Regions from separate parts of the Mus musculus genome. Here all the other regions are linked to region 3. A link is a contact called in public Hi-C, Micro-C and promoter capture Hi-C data. All regions are on one chromosome and are shown on one strand. Each heading gives the region's core, a stretch centred on a gene start, on an enhancer-like site or on the middle of the called end of the contact. The rest is flanking DNA. Distances are from core to core; before and after follow the strand shown. Region 1 overlaps Dnah6 (dynein, axonemal, heavy chain 6). Region 2 holds the start of Tcf7l1 (transcription factor 7 like 1 (T cell specific, HMG box)). Region 3 holds the start of Tmsb10 (thymosin, beta 10). Region 4 overlaps Dnah6 (dynein, axonemal, heavy chain 6).

Region 1 (2,700 bases), core at 62-2,561, 220 kb before region 3:
GAACTTGCATTGTATGAGGGAAAATAACTAAACGTGCATTTGCTTTTTGGTTTAACAATGCCACCTCTAGACACACCTGAAAACACAGGGTCAGAGATAGAAAAGAACATACACATGAGGCTACTCTTAGCATCTTGCTTCTGATTGCGGAAACATCAGAAACTATCAAAATACCCATCCCCGGGCAGGAAGACAGGGGTTAACTGTATGGAGTGACATCCAAGACTCACTGTGAAGTGAGCAAGCCAAGAGACAGTTTTCTGTCATCTGTCCTTTTTGCGTCAGAAAAGGGGGCAGGGCAGAGAGGCCCGTAAACCAGAAGCCAAGGAAAACAGCTCTGCATTGGAGAGTGTGGAAATGATTCAGGAAGGGTCAGAGTGGGGGGTGTGCAGTGCAAACAATAAGGAGAGTAACCCTTCTGAGTGTAGGTTTAATATAGTTCTAAACAAGAGTGGAGGGGGAATAAAGTACAAACAAAACCAAATAAATCCAAGTTAGTTGAGCAACATAACTACACTGAAGAATGGGAAGATGAGGATGAAAGCAAGTTTATCATCACCACCACTACCATCACCCTCCTCATCATCATTATTAATGAAAGGTTTGAAACTCAGGGCCCCACATAAACTTGAACATAGTAGTTAGGACTTTGGCCACATAACCTTATGCTAACTTCTAAGCTTGCTTTTGTCCGTGGAATCAGTGTATCTGCAATCCCAGACCACTTTCTGTGTGTTCCACAGTTGAACAAATAAGTAAAACCATATTGTGGGCAGTTGTACTAGTTAGATTGCTATTGCTGTAATGAAATACCGAGACGAAAAGCAACCTGGGGAGGAAAGGGTTACTTCAGCTTACAGCTGAGTTGTGGTCAGTCAGTGAGTTAAGTTAGGTCAGGAAGAGGCAGGAACTAACATAGGGACAGTGAAGAAGGCTGCTTTCTAGCTCACTCCTCAGGGCTTGCTCCGAATGCTTTGTTAAACAAACCAGGGATGGCTCTGTCCCCACAGGGCTGGGCCCTCCCACACCAATCATTAATCAAGAAAATGCCCTATAGACTTGCATACAGACTATCTAATGAGGGAAATTCCTCAGTTAAGGTTCCCTCTTCCAAGATCACTCTAGCTCATAGCAAAGTGACAACAAAACAAAACAAACACACAACCCTAACCAGCACAGGAATGAAGAGATTATATATCTTCAAAGAATTAACAAGTGGGGAAAGAAAGACCACTTTCTGAACTGAATGGTTTTGCATTGAGATTAGAGTCATGAACTCATGGTTTTTATTGGCTGGTAGAAAAATAGAGAACTGAGATCTACATATGCGTGCTGTGTGGTGTGGTGTGGTGTGGTGTGATGTGCTCTGTGTGTGTGTGTGTGTGTGTGTGTGTGTGTTCTACTTAGGAAAAATTCCCTTGAGAGTTAGAAAGATGGCTCCGACGTTAACCACACACACTGATCCTTCAGAGGGTGCAAGCTTCATTTCTAGCACACACACCAGGCAGCTCACATTTCGAAGTCCTGCTCTGGGGGATCAGACACCTCTGTCCACCATGGGCATGGGCACCTGCACTCATGTGCCCGTACTCTCACACACACACACACACACACACACCACACACACACACACACACACACACACACACACACACGTAACTAGAAATATTAGGGGAAAAAATCAGTCTTGTTCATCTGTCACCACTTAGGAAACAATTCACGCAGCGTTCGACTCTGCACGCTTGTACGCAGCGACATTTGAAAAGTTTCAGTTATTCTTCAAGGAAAACGAGAGTCTGGATCTAGAAGCCCTGAAGCAGGAGGAGCCTGGTGAGTCTGCCCTCGCTAAAGCACATTTGACCGAGATAACAAGACCTGTCGTCTTCTGGGTTTCTGTTTGGTGGTGTTCAGTGACACCGAGTGTTGACCTGAAACGTTTGACCAGGCAAAGGCAGGACTTTATGCACATCTGGTATTTCCCATGGAATCCCTCATTTTCTTTCCTCTGCGCCCGCATCCCTGTATCTGGTAAAGTGCGGGGTGGTTCCTCAGTCACGCGTGGCCCATCTGTCGAGGTTGCTGTAAGACCTGTGTGCCTTGTGAAGAGTTGAAAAGGAGGTGGGATTCTACCATTCCTGCCAGGCAAGGCTTACAGAAGCCCTCTGTCTCAGAAATTCAAGATACAATTTTCTTCCTATACCACCCTGAGACCTGGTGAGGATGATCAACAATTCTTAGTGTTGAATTCAGGCCCGGGGACAAACCATTCCATTGGAATCCTTATTCTTGGGTGTGACAGGAGTTGGACGTGTTTCACAGGATGTCTTTTCCAGAGCATGATGCAAGCGAGTGACCTTTTAACCTTATGGACTGATTTTATGGCGTTTTATTTTCAGGAAAAAAAATCCAATTTTTATTTTTATAAAATATGGTTTTTGAACACAAAGTAGATCTATTCCAAATAACCAGCTTAATAATTTATATCATCTAACTCACAGGGGTTAAATGAAGGGCCTGATGTATGCTCTGAGGTATACTGGCAGCCTATGGCTTTCTTCTTTTATGATTCAATTGTGATCTTATGAAAGAACAGACATTGTGCCTCCTCTTCCTCTTCCTCCTCCTCTTCTTCCTCCTCCTTCTTTTTCTCCTATTTCTTTTTTCTCCTCCTTCTCCCCGCCCTCCCCCCCAACTGTAACT
Region 2 (2,700 bases), core at 111-2,610, 170 kb after region 3:
GACGTTCTAGACTGATTTTAAAATTTATGTTGTCACCAATGTCCCCATGGAGGATGGCTCCAAGTGGCGTTACTTCCCCCATCCCCAGCTGACTGAGGATATATGAGTCTATCTAGTCCCGAGGATTGAACACAGGACCTCATGAATGCTAAATACACGCTCTACCATCTCCATCTTTTAAATGATACCTAACTTGTGAGGGAATGAGTGCACATGGCATGGTCCACACGTAGAAGCTAGAGGACGAGTGTCTGTTCTCTACTTCCACCATGTGGGTACCGGACAGGGAACTGAAGACATGGGGCTTGACGGTAAGTACCTGCTGAGCCATCTTGTTAGCGCCCAGATACTCTCTCAAGTCTGTTTTTTACCTATGAAGCTAGTTAGGTAATTTGCTTATGGTGCTTGTGGGCTATCACGGCAGCTTCCTAATCAGCTTTGGGAGTTCTGGGTGATAATTTCTTCTTAAAATCAATACAGTTAAAATCCCGTCTGAATCCAAGACAGTGAGTATTGAATTTCACACCTCTTCTCCAGCTTTAGAGAGAAAGCGTGATCTTCAAGGTTGCAGTAGTTCCTTACTAAGAGGAAGTGATCAAAAACACAGTTTGGGGACAGGAATGCGTTGGAATACCATAGGAAAGGGAATGTAAGACCGCTCAACTTGTTTCAAAGTGTCACAAAATCTGGCTGAGTAGAAGGGCTGATGGGATCCTGTACTCGGCAGGCTGAGTGGTTGTGCTCGGCGGATCTGCGAGTCCTCGGCTGTCCCGCAGGGGGCAGTGCTGCCTGCCAGTGCGGTGGGAGCGGAGTGGGAACCCGCGCGGAGTTCTGGGGCTTGTTTGCAAAGAAAGTTAGGGGATGTGAAGGAGTGCGGGCCAGACTCTTAGAGGGAGGGTGCGAGAAAGGACTTCCCAGGGTAGCCATGGAGTTCACTGGAGGGGATCTGGATAAGTTCGAGGGGTAGGGTGGTCGCACGAGGAGGGTAGTTGTAGGCCCCGGAAGGTGCAAGCGAGCAGGACGCGAGTGTGAATACGAGTGTGCGTGCGCGCGCTGCAGTTCGCCTGGTTCCGAGAGGCGCGGGTGTCAGCTTGCAGCCGGGGCTCCTCCCTCCGGCCCCCCTGCCCCGCCGGGCGGTCCCTCCCTCCTTCCCCATCGCCCCTCCCCGGCGGGCCAGGCGCTGGGACGCCCGGGCCGAGAAGGCAGCGGCGGTGGCGGCGGCTAGTTGGGAGTCCTAGGTTCCGTGCTGCGGGACGATTCGGAGCCGAGTGTCTCTTGCCCCGGCTGGGCGGTGCTGGGCCCGCTTCCCACAGAGCCACGCCCTGTCAAAACTTTGTCGCCGCAGCGGCCAAACGATCGGAGCCGGGCCAGCGAGAGGGAGGGAGGGGCGCCGGGCCGGGCCAGGCAGGGCGCGGGGCTCCGAGCGCAGCGGCCCCGGCCCGTGGCCCCACCATGCCCCAGCTCGGTGGTGGCCGCGGTGGCGGCGCCGGCGGGGGAGGCGGTGGCTCCGGAGCCGGGGCAACCAGTGGAGGGGACGACCTCGGAGCGAACGACGAGCTGATCCCCTTCCAGGACGAGGGGGGCGAAGAGCAAGAGCCGAGCAGCGACAGCGCTTCGGCGCAGAGGGATCTGGATGAGGTCAAGTCGTCCCTGGTCAACGAATCGGAGAATCAGAGCAGTAGCTCGGACTCCGAGGTAAAGGGATTCCTAGGGTCAGCCTCTGGGGGACCCGGGTCCCGCTCCCGCTCACCCGCCCTCGCCTTTGTGTCTCCTCCACAGGCGGAGAGGCGCCCGCAGCCCGCCCGGGACGCTTTCCAGAAGCCGCGCGACTATTTCGCCGAAGGTAAGTGCCTTCTCCGTCAGTCTCCACTCTCCAGCCATCAGCGATTGGCCGTACGGGTCTCCACGGTCCGGGTGGCGGAACCCCTGCTCTCCTCCCATCGCTGCAGCAGCCACTCTGGGGCTCACTCGAGGGGTGCTCGGGTTCCAGATTCCCGCCCCGAGCTCCAGATAGCTACTCTGTCTGGGGGACCCCTGACCTCACTCCACTTTGGTTTTGTCCGCAGTGAGAAGGCCCCAGGATGGCGCTTTTTTTAAGGGACCTGCGTATCCTGGGTACCCCTTCCTGATGATTCCAGACCTGAGCAGCCCGTACCTCTCCAACGGACCCCTGTCTCCTGGTGGAGCGCGCACCGTAAGTGTCAGTCCGGCCGTGCCGGGACCGGTGGGCGTCGGGCCCGGCGGGATGCGCCCCTGGGCTTTCCGTGGTGTGGGGGATGGGGCCTCCTGCCTGAGCTGATCCTGGGCCGAACTTGTTTGCAGAGTCAAACTCCCCTGTGGCGGCCTAGTATGAGACTGCTTTTGGCCAGTAACGGGATGAAAGTAAAGTTCTTTTAACTTCTCGCCTTTGGGAGATTGCGGCCTGGTGGGACCTCCCAGCCTCCCAAATTCCTTGCTCCTACCAAAGGAAAACTTGGATTTGTGCCTGCCTTTGGAGGTGGGGGGTGTGTGTTTGGGGGGGGGGTGTCTCGCTTTCCTTCCCGGAGATTGGTCAGCTTTCCCCTTGGCAAGGGAGAAAGTTGGGCAAGGGCCTGGAGGATCCTGACTTGAGATGTCCTCTGACCTGCGGGTTCCCTGGGCTGCTGTGAGCTGTACAAACTCCTTATTTTGTGTGAACTATTCACGACCCACCCCCAATCC
Region 3 (2,700 bases), core at 14-2,513:
GGCATGATAACACAGGCTTTTAGGCCTAACATTCAAGAAACAGGCCAATCTCTATGAGTTCAAATCCAGGCTGATCTACATACTGAGATCCATAAACATATGGCTACATAAACAGGTGACGCCCTTTCTAAAGAAAATAATTTTTTAAAAAGGAGACTAGTACAGAAATCACAGGATTGTGTTACATAAGAAACAACTTTCTTTAAAAGATTTATTTTTATTTTATGTGCATGAGTGTTTTATGCACACCAAACTCATACCTGGTGCCCAAGCAGGCCAGAAGAGGATGCCAAGTCTCCTAAAACTAGAGCTACAGATGCTTGTAAGCCACCGTGTGGGTGAGCCCCACGTGGATGAGACAACTCTCTACAACCCCCACCCCCACTAAACTGTTATTACTTCAAGCAAAGATATTTTGCTCTTTGTCTGTCTATCTGAACCATGAAGTTTGCCGTTCAGGAAATGTTTCTCCTCTTTTTCTTCTATCAGTAGAATATGCTCTATATTCAACACAGGAAAAGGGATGGGAGTGGGGATGGATGGCGTTTCAGCCCTGGGTGATATAATAGAACTCACTGTCCATGGGGGTTGTAGGAGCTGAAGAGGTAACTTTTTCAGGAGTGCAGTATCCCACTCCTGGAATGGGTTAACAAGAAAAAGCAAGGTTTGCAGGCACAGGAGCTTTTTCCCCTCTTTTTCCTTCTAAAAACCACATTGAAGGTTAACTGAAGGAGAAAAACCGCACCCTCCAGTACAGTGTTTCTAAAAGGCCACTGAGAAAAGGAACAGCGGAGCCCTCCCGGGAGTCCTAGCTCCCACCTCCGCCCTTAGACAATGCCTGAAAACAGCTTGTTTTAAGAAGCACCAACCACAAGAAAATAGAAAGAAGGAGACTCTGGAGAGCAAACGCAAGAGACTTGAGGCGACGCGGGTGGGGTGTCTCCCGCGAGCAGGGCTGCAGCAGAGCGCGCGTGCTCGCCCGCACACCCACAACCCTACACCACACATACATTCAACAAAACCCCAAGTCCTTCCCCGCTGCCCCCCCCCCCACGCCCTTCCCGCGGGGTGAGCAGCAGGCTCCTGGGTACTAGGAAAAGGAGATATATCAAGAAAAGAGACCACCGGGAGCTGGTGCCTGCCACCCTCCACGCGGGATCGCAACGGGTTAGGAACGCGGGCCGAGAAGGGCGGAGCCCCAGGCAGCCTGGAGATGCTGAGCGCCCCCCAGCCCCCGCGCGCGCTGGCCACGCCCTCCGCGCGGGCTGGCCACGCCCTCGTTGCGGCGGGCGAGAGGCGGGGCGGGGCGCGGTGTATATAAGACGAGGGGCGGGCGCCGCTCTTTTGTCTCTTGCTGCAGCAACGAGAGTGGGAGCACCTGGAGCGCGAGCTCGGAAGGAGAATCCACGGTAAGGCACAGCGCCGGCCTTGGGGCCTACCCTGGGTGGGGTCGGGCCAGTTTATGGCTGGCGGGCGCGTTCCCCTTCGGTTGCAACAGGCGACCCGGCGGTTTGGAATCTTCTGGGGCTAGCAGGCCACGCCCTGGGGCTTCGGAGGGAGGGTGTGGTGGACGAGTCTAGGATCCTCGGCCTCCGGGCTGCGGGAACGCCCAGGACTGGGAATGCCACGTTGAGAGGCGTTCGCGGAAGGCGCGGGATCCAGGACGCGCTGGTCACCCCCAAGCCCCTGGCCACCCATTATCACCTTGTTTCGCCCATCAGAGTTGTAAGAAAATGGCAGACAAGCCGGACATGGGGGAAATCGCCAGCTTCGATAAGGCCAAGCTGAAGAAAACCGAGACGCAGGAGAAGAACACCCTGCCGACCAAAGAGAGTAAGTGTGCCCCGGGTTCCCACCCCAGCGCTCCTCCCTTCCCTGCTGTGCCAGCCCGGCACCCCCACCCCCATCCGGCCACTATCTTCCCACCCCGAATCTAAGGCCACAGCCACCCTTCCAGTCACACAAAGCACTTTGTCTCTTCCAAACCCCTTCTCTGTCCGCAGGCCTCGTGGGTGCCTCACCCACACCAGGTTTGTGGGTTGGGTATGGGGGGCTGTAAGGTAGCTCCAATGACCACATCCCTCCCTTCGCAGCCATTGAACAGGAAAAGAGGAGTGAAATCTCCTAAAAGCCTAGGAAGATTTCCCCACCCCACCCCACCCCGCCCCATCATCTCCAAGACCCCCTCGTGATGTGGAGGAAGAGCCACCTGCAAGATGGACGCGAGCCACAAGCTGCACTGTGAAACCCGGGCACTCCGAGCCGATGCCACCGGCCCGCGGGTCTCTGAAGGGGACCCCTCCACTAATCGGACTGCCAAATTTCACCGGTTTGCCCTGGGATATTATAGAAAATTATTTGTATGATTGATGAAAATAAAAACACCTCGTGGCATGGTTGGCGTGGTCTGAATTTTTTAGTTGAGTATGCGTGGGCAGAGCGGTCTGGGAGTGAGTTGTGCCGCAGGGAGAGAGGAGGGGACGTGGTAGAATGGGTGAGGAGGATGTATCGTTTTTATTTTTGTTTTACGTGCTTCTCGACATGCGGTTTCCTGGGTTCTCAGTTGCTTCGCCCTTAATGCGATCCATGTCAATTTTAACCCCATTTTGAAAAATGCTGTCCAAAAGATTAAGCTTTGCTTTTGATCGGCTCTTCAAATCCTACCTTTTCTTCTGCCCTCTTAACCTTTCACGCACACCA
Region 4 (2,700 bases), core at 101-2,600, 130 kb before region 3:
TGAAAAGACCCAACCCACTGTGGGCAGCACCATTCCCTAGGCAGAGGGTCTCAAACAGTAGGCAAGATTGAGGAAGCCATCTGAGCATGAGCAAACAAGCAGCAAAGATAAGGTTATTTCTCTCTGCTTTTGACTGCAGACGTTATGTAACTAGCTGCTTTGAGTTCCTGCCTTGACTGCAACCTGGAATTGTACTTCAAATAAGCCCTTTTTTTCCCCAATGTCACTTTGGTTCAGGGTGTTTTATCACAGCATGAGCAGTGAAGGGGAAGAAACAAAAGAAGATGGAAACTCAATAAAGTCCCTGTGTTAGGACTTAGGATGCTGTTTACTATTTAAGTATCTTTTAAAGGTAGAACCGGTACCTGTAAGTTTTGGAATGAATACTCGATAACTTCATATAATGACTATAGCATGGTAGATTTATGATGGCCACTTTGCTTTTCCAATAGATCGTCGTCGAAGAGTTCCTTGAAGACATAAACAACATTCTGAATTCTGGTGAAGTGCCTAATTTATTTGAGAAGGACGAGTTGGAGCACGTTTTAGCAGCCACCCGACCAAAAGCAAAGGAAGTTGGAATCTCTGAGGGGAACAGAGATGAGGTAGCACATCCCAGAATTATTATACAACTTTCTAAGCAAAGATGGCCTTAGCCCTTTTGTTCAGTTAGGGTAGATTTTTTTACATGTTTGGGTTTTTTTTTTTTTTGTTTATTTTAATTCTATTTATTTTATTTTCTGTGTTTAAAGTGTTTGTTCACTATACTTTCAGAAATACCCATGGATACAGAAATCAGAAATCCCATTGCCTACGCAGAGATTACAGTCATAGCCAGATCCCCTTCTTTGAGCCTGTACTTGTTAGATACATCTACAGTCTCTCACCTGAGAAAGGCTACAGGTGCAAGCCCAATGCTTTTTATACTCTCGATTAGCAGCAAGGTCCTACACGATGAAAACAGAAATATGCTCTATTCTCTCTCTCTCTCTCTCTCCCTCCCTCTCTCTCTCTCTCTCTCTCTCTCTCTCTCTCTCTCTCTCTCACATACACACACACACACACACACACACACACACACACACACACACTATAGCTGATATCCGCCTTCATTTCTCCAGCTTTCCTTCCCTCTGCACCTCCTTCCACTTTCAAGGCTATTATTATGGGATAGTTAATGTGTCCCCTGTGAGAACTGTCCTGGGCCAGAGATGATAATGAGTACAGTCAGCAAGTCTACTGCAGCAACTACCTTATGCCAGAGGGGCCCTCATTAGAGAGGTGCAAAACCTCAGGAGGCCAAAGAACGAGAAGCAGCCCGACTCCTCGGAACGAATGTGCAATGCACACTGTTCAGTGCAATAATCCATTCCATTCCTGTTCCGTGGAAATAATCTGACCAGAAGTAATTTTAGAAAGGAAAGGATTTATTTGGCTGACAATTCCTGATTACAGTCCCTGATAGCAGGGCAGTCAGGGCAGGAACTGAAGCAGGCCATCTCACTTCACAGTCAAGAGCAGACAGAAAACAAAAACAACCCGGCTGCCTGCATATATCTGCTCTTCTCTCACAGACAGTTTAGTGTCCAGTCCATGGAATGGTGCCTCCCACCATGGGCTGGGTCTTCCTACATCAAAGAACAATCAAGACAATCCCCCACAGCCACGCCCACAGACAGCCACGCCCACAGACAGCCACGCCCACAGACAGCCACGCCCACAGACAGCCACGCCCACGGACAGCCACACCTGATGTGGATAATCCTTCGCTGAGGCTCTTTTCCAGGTTATTCCAGGTTATGTCAAGTTGATTACTAAAAGCAACCATCACATACATTGTGGGAATTAAAAGGCAAGGGAGCCCAAGCCTTTACTGTGCCATTCCTGTTATACCAGTGAGCCAGCCGGTGGCCAACCACTGTGCCCCTGATAACAGCCACCAGCCACAAAGCAATGTATCCTCCTCCTTGGCAGGAATGTCGGAAGTAAGGTGTAATATCCAAAACTTAACTCTCCAGAGCCACCATTCTTTCAGGCTTCTCAGCTACAAAGATAAATGCCAAGGGCCTGCCCCTTACTCCTGACTGCTCTCTATCCTAAAACAAAACCAATGAAGGTCTCTCTCTCTCTCCACTTAAGAGGTCTCCTCAAAGTCATATACAGTGCTCAGATTGCAGCGAAAACTGCAAAATGTCTTTTCCTTTCTTCGAGACTGACTGCAGGGTCTCACACATGGTAGATAAGCCATCCATCACTTATCTCCAGCACTCCACTTTTATTGTTTGAGACAAGATTTCAGTAAATCTCCCAGTGTAGCCTTGAACTTACTCTGTAGTTCAGGGTAGCCCTAAACCTTCATCCTCCTGCCTCTGCCTCCTAGGTAACTGGAATTACAGAACCGTACCACCATCAGGTCTGCCTCTAGCTGTCCTTTATAGTACTTTCAGATTGCATGAGTGTCTTCATTACTTTCTTGTTGCTCTAATAAAAATTACCTAACACAAGTAACTTAAAGATGAAAGAGTTTACTCCAGATCCTAGTTCGGGGTACTGCCCATTAAGGGTACAACCCATCATGGCAGGGTAGCCATAGTACCAAGAGCTTGAAGCAATTGCACACAAAGCATCCACAGTTGGAAAGCAGGGAAATGATTGTGTGCATGTCAATGCCCAGCTCCTCTCTCCACTTTCTAAAGTCCA

The links. Promoter capture Hi-C pulls out the DNA fragments that hold promoters and counts their contacts. A called contact is a pair of places that touch in the nucleus more often than the background predicts.
Region 1: a promoter capture Hi-C map of the HPC-7 cell line shows a contact between it and region 3, with 3 times the contacts expected there. The contact joins the enhancer-like site here to the promoter of Tmsb10 in region 3. A contact is called at or near these places in 12 of 39 promoter capture datasets (the C10 cell line, the HPC-7 cell line, the SN4741 cell line and 6 more), 1 of 15 datasets of contacts at CTCF or cohesin (the NIH/3T3 cell line) and 13 of 115 datasets of contacts at active chromatin or transcription factors (VIP interneurons, bone marrow-derived macrophages, craniofacial prominence and 7 more).
Region 2: a Micro-C map of embryonic stem cells shows a contact between it and region 3, with 4 times the contacts expected there. The contact joins the promoter of Tcf7l1 here to the promoter of Tmsb10 in region 3. A contact is called at or near these places in 5 of 484 Hi-C or Micro-C datasets (embryonic fibroblasts, embryonic stem cells and uterus), 5 of 115 datasets of contacts at active chromatin or transcription factors (embryonic stem cells, memory CD8 T cells, pancreatic cancer cells and 1 more) and 1 of 9 other capture datasets (adipose tissue).
Region 4: a Hi-C map of olfactory sensory neurons shows a contact between it and region 3, with 1.5 times the contacts expected there. The contact joins the enhancer-like site here to the promoter of Tmsb10 in region 3. A contact is called at or near these places in 2 of 39 promoter capture datasets (the SN4741 cell line and cranial neural crest), 1 of 484 Hi-C or Micro-C datasets (olfactory sensory neurons) and 3 of 115 datasets of contacts at active chromatin or transcription factors (bone marrow-derived macrophages and embryonic stem cells).

Annotation. Positions count from the first base shown.
Region 1 is chr6:73,180,837-73,183,536 of GRCm38.p6, reverse strand. Dnah6 (dynein, axonemal, heavy chain 6) reads left to right here. Exons shown (of 77, transcript NM_001164669.1): 12 at 1,710-1,830. Among named protein-coding and RNA genes, the nearest start is that of Dnah6, 39 kb to the left of the region's middle. Within about 2 kb of position 1,311, at least 30 of the 459 cell types and tissues checked have an H3K27ac peak or open chromatin away from gene starts, as enhancers often do. A contact at or near this core is called in the HPC-7 cell line and bone marrow-derived macrophages, where this site is marked.
Region 2 is chr6:72,787,705-72,790,404 of GRCm38.p6, reverse strand. It overlaps Tcf7l1 (transcription factor 7 like 1 (T cell specific, HMG box)), which reads left to right and starts at 1,360. Exons shown (of 12, transcript NM_009332.3): 1 at 1,360-1,695; 2 at 1,780-1,843; 3 at 2,067-2,194. The coding sequence starts at 1,453.
Region 3 is chr6:72,957,046-72,959,745 of GRCm38.p6, reverse strand. It overlaps Tmsb10 (thymosin, beta 10), which reads left to right and starts at 1,263. Exons shown (of 3, transcript NM_025284.4): 1 at 1,263-1,409; 2 at 1,722-1,833; 3 at 2,094-2,399. The coding sequence starts at 1,734. The coding sequence ends at 2,128.
Region 4 is chr6:73,089,946-73,092,645 of GRCm38.p6, reverse strand. It overlaps Dnah6 (dynein, axonemal, heavy chain 6), which reads left to right. Exons shown (of 77, transcript NM_001164669.1): 47 at 453-605. Among named protein-coding and RNA genes, the nearest start is that of Gm24533, 50 kb to the left of the region's middle. Within about 2 kb of position 1,350, at least 5 of the 459 cell types and tissues checked have an H3K27ac peak or open chromatin away from gene starts, as enhancers often do. A contact at or near this core is called in olfactory sensory neurons, where this site is marked.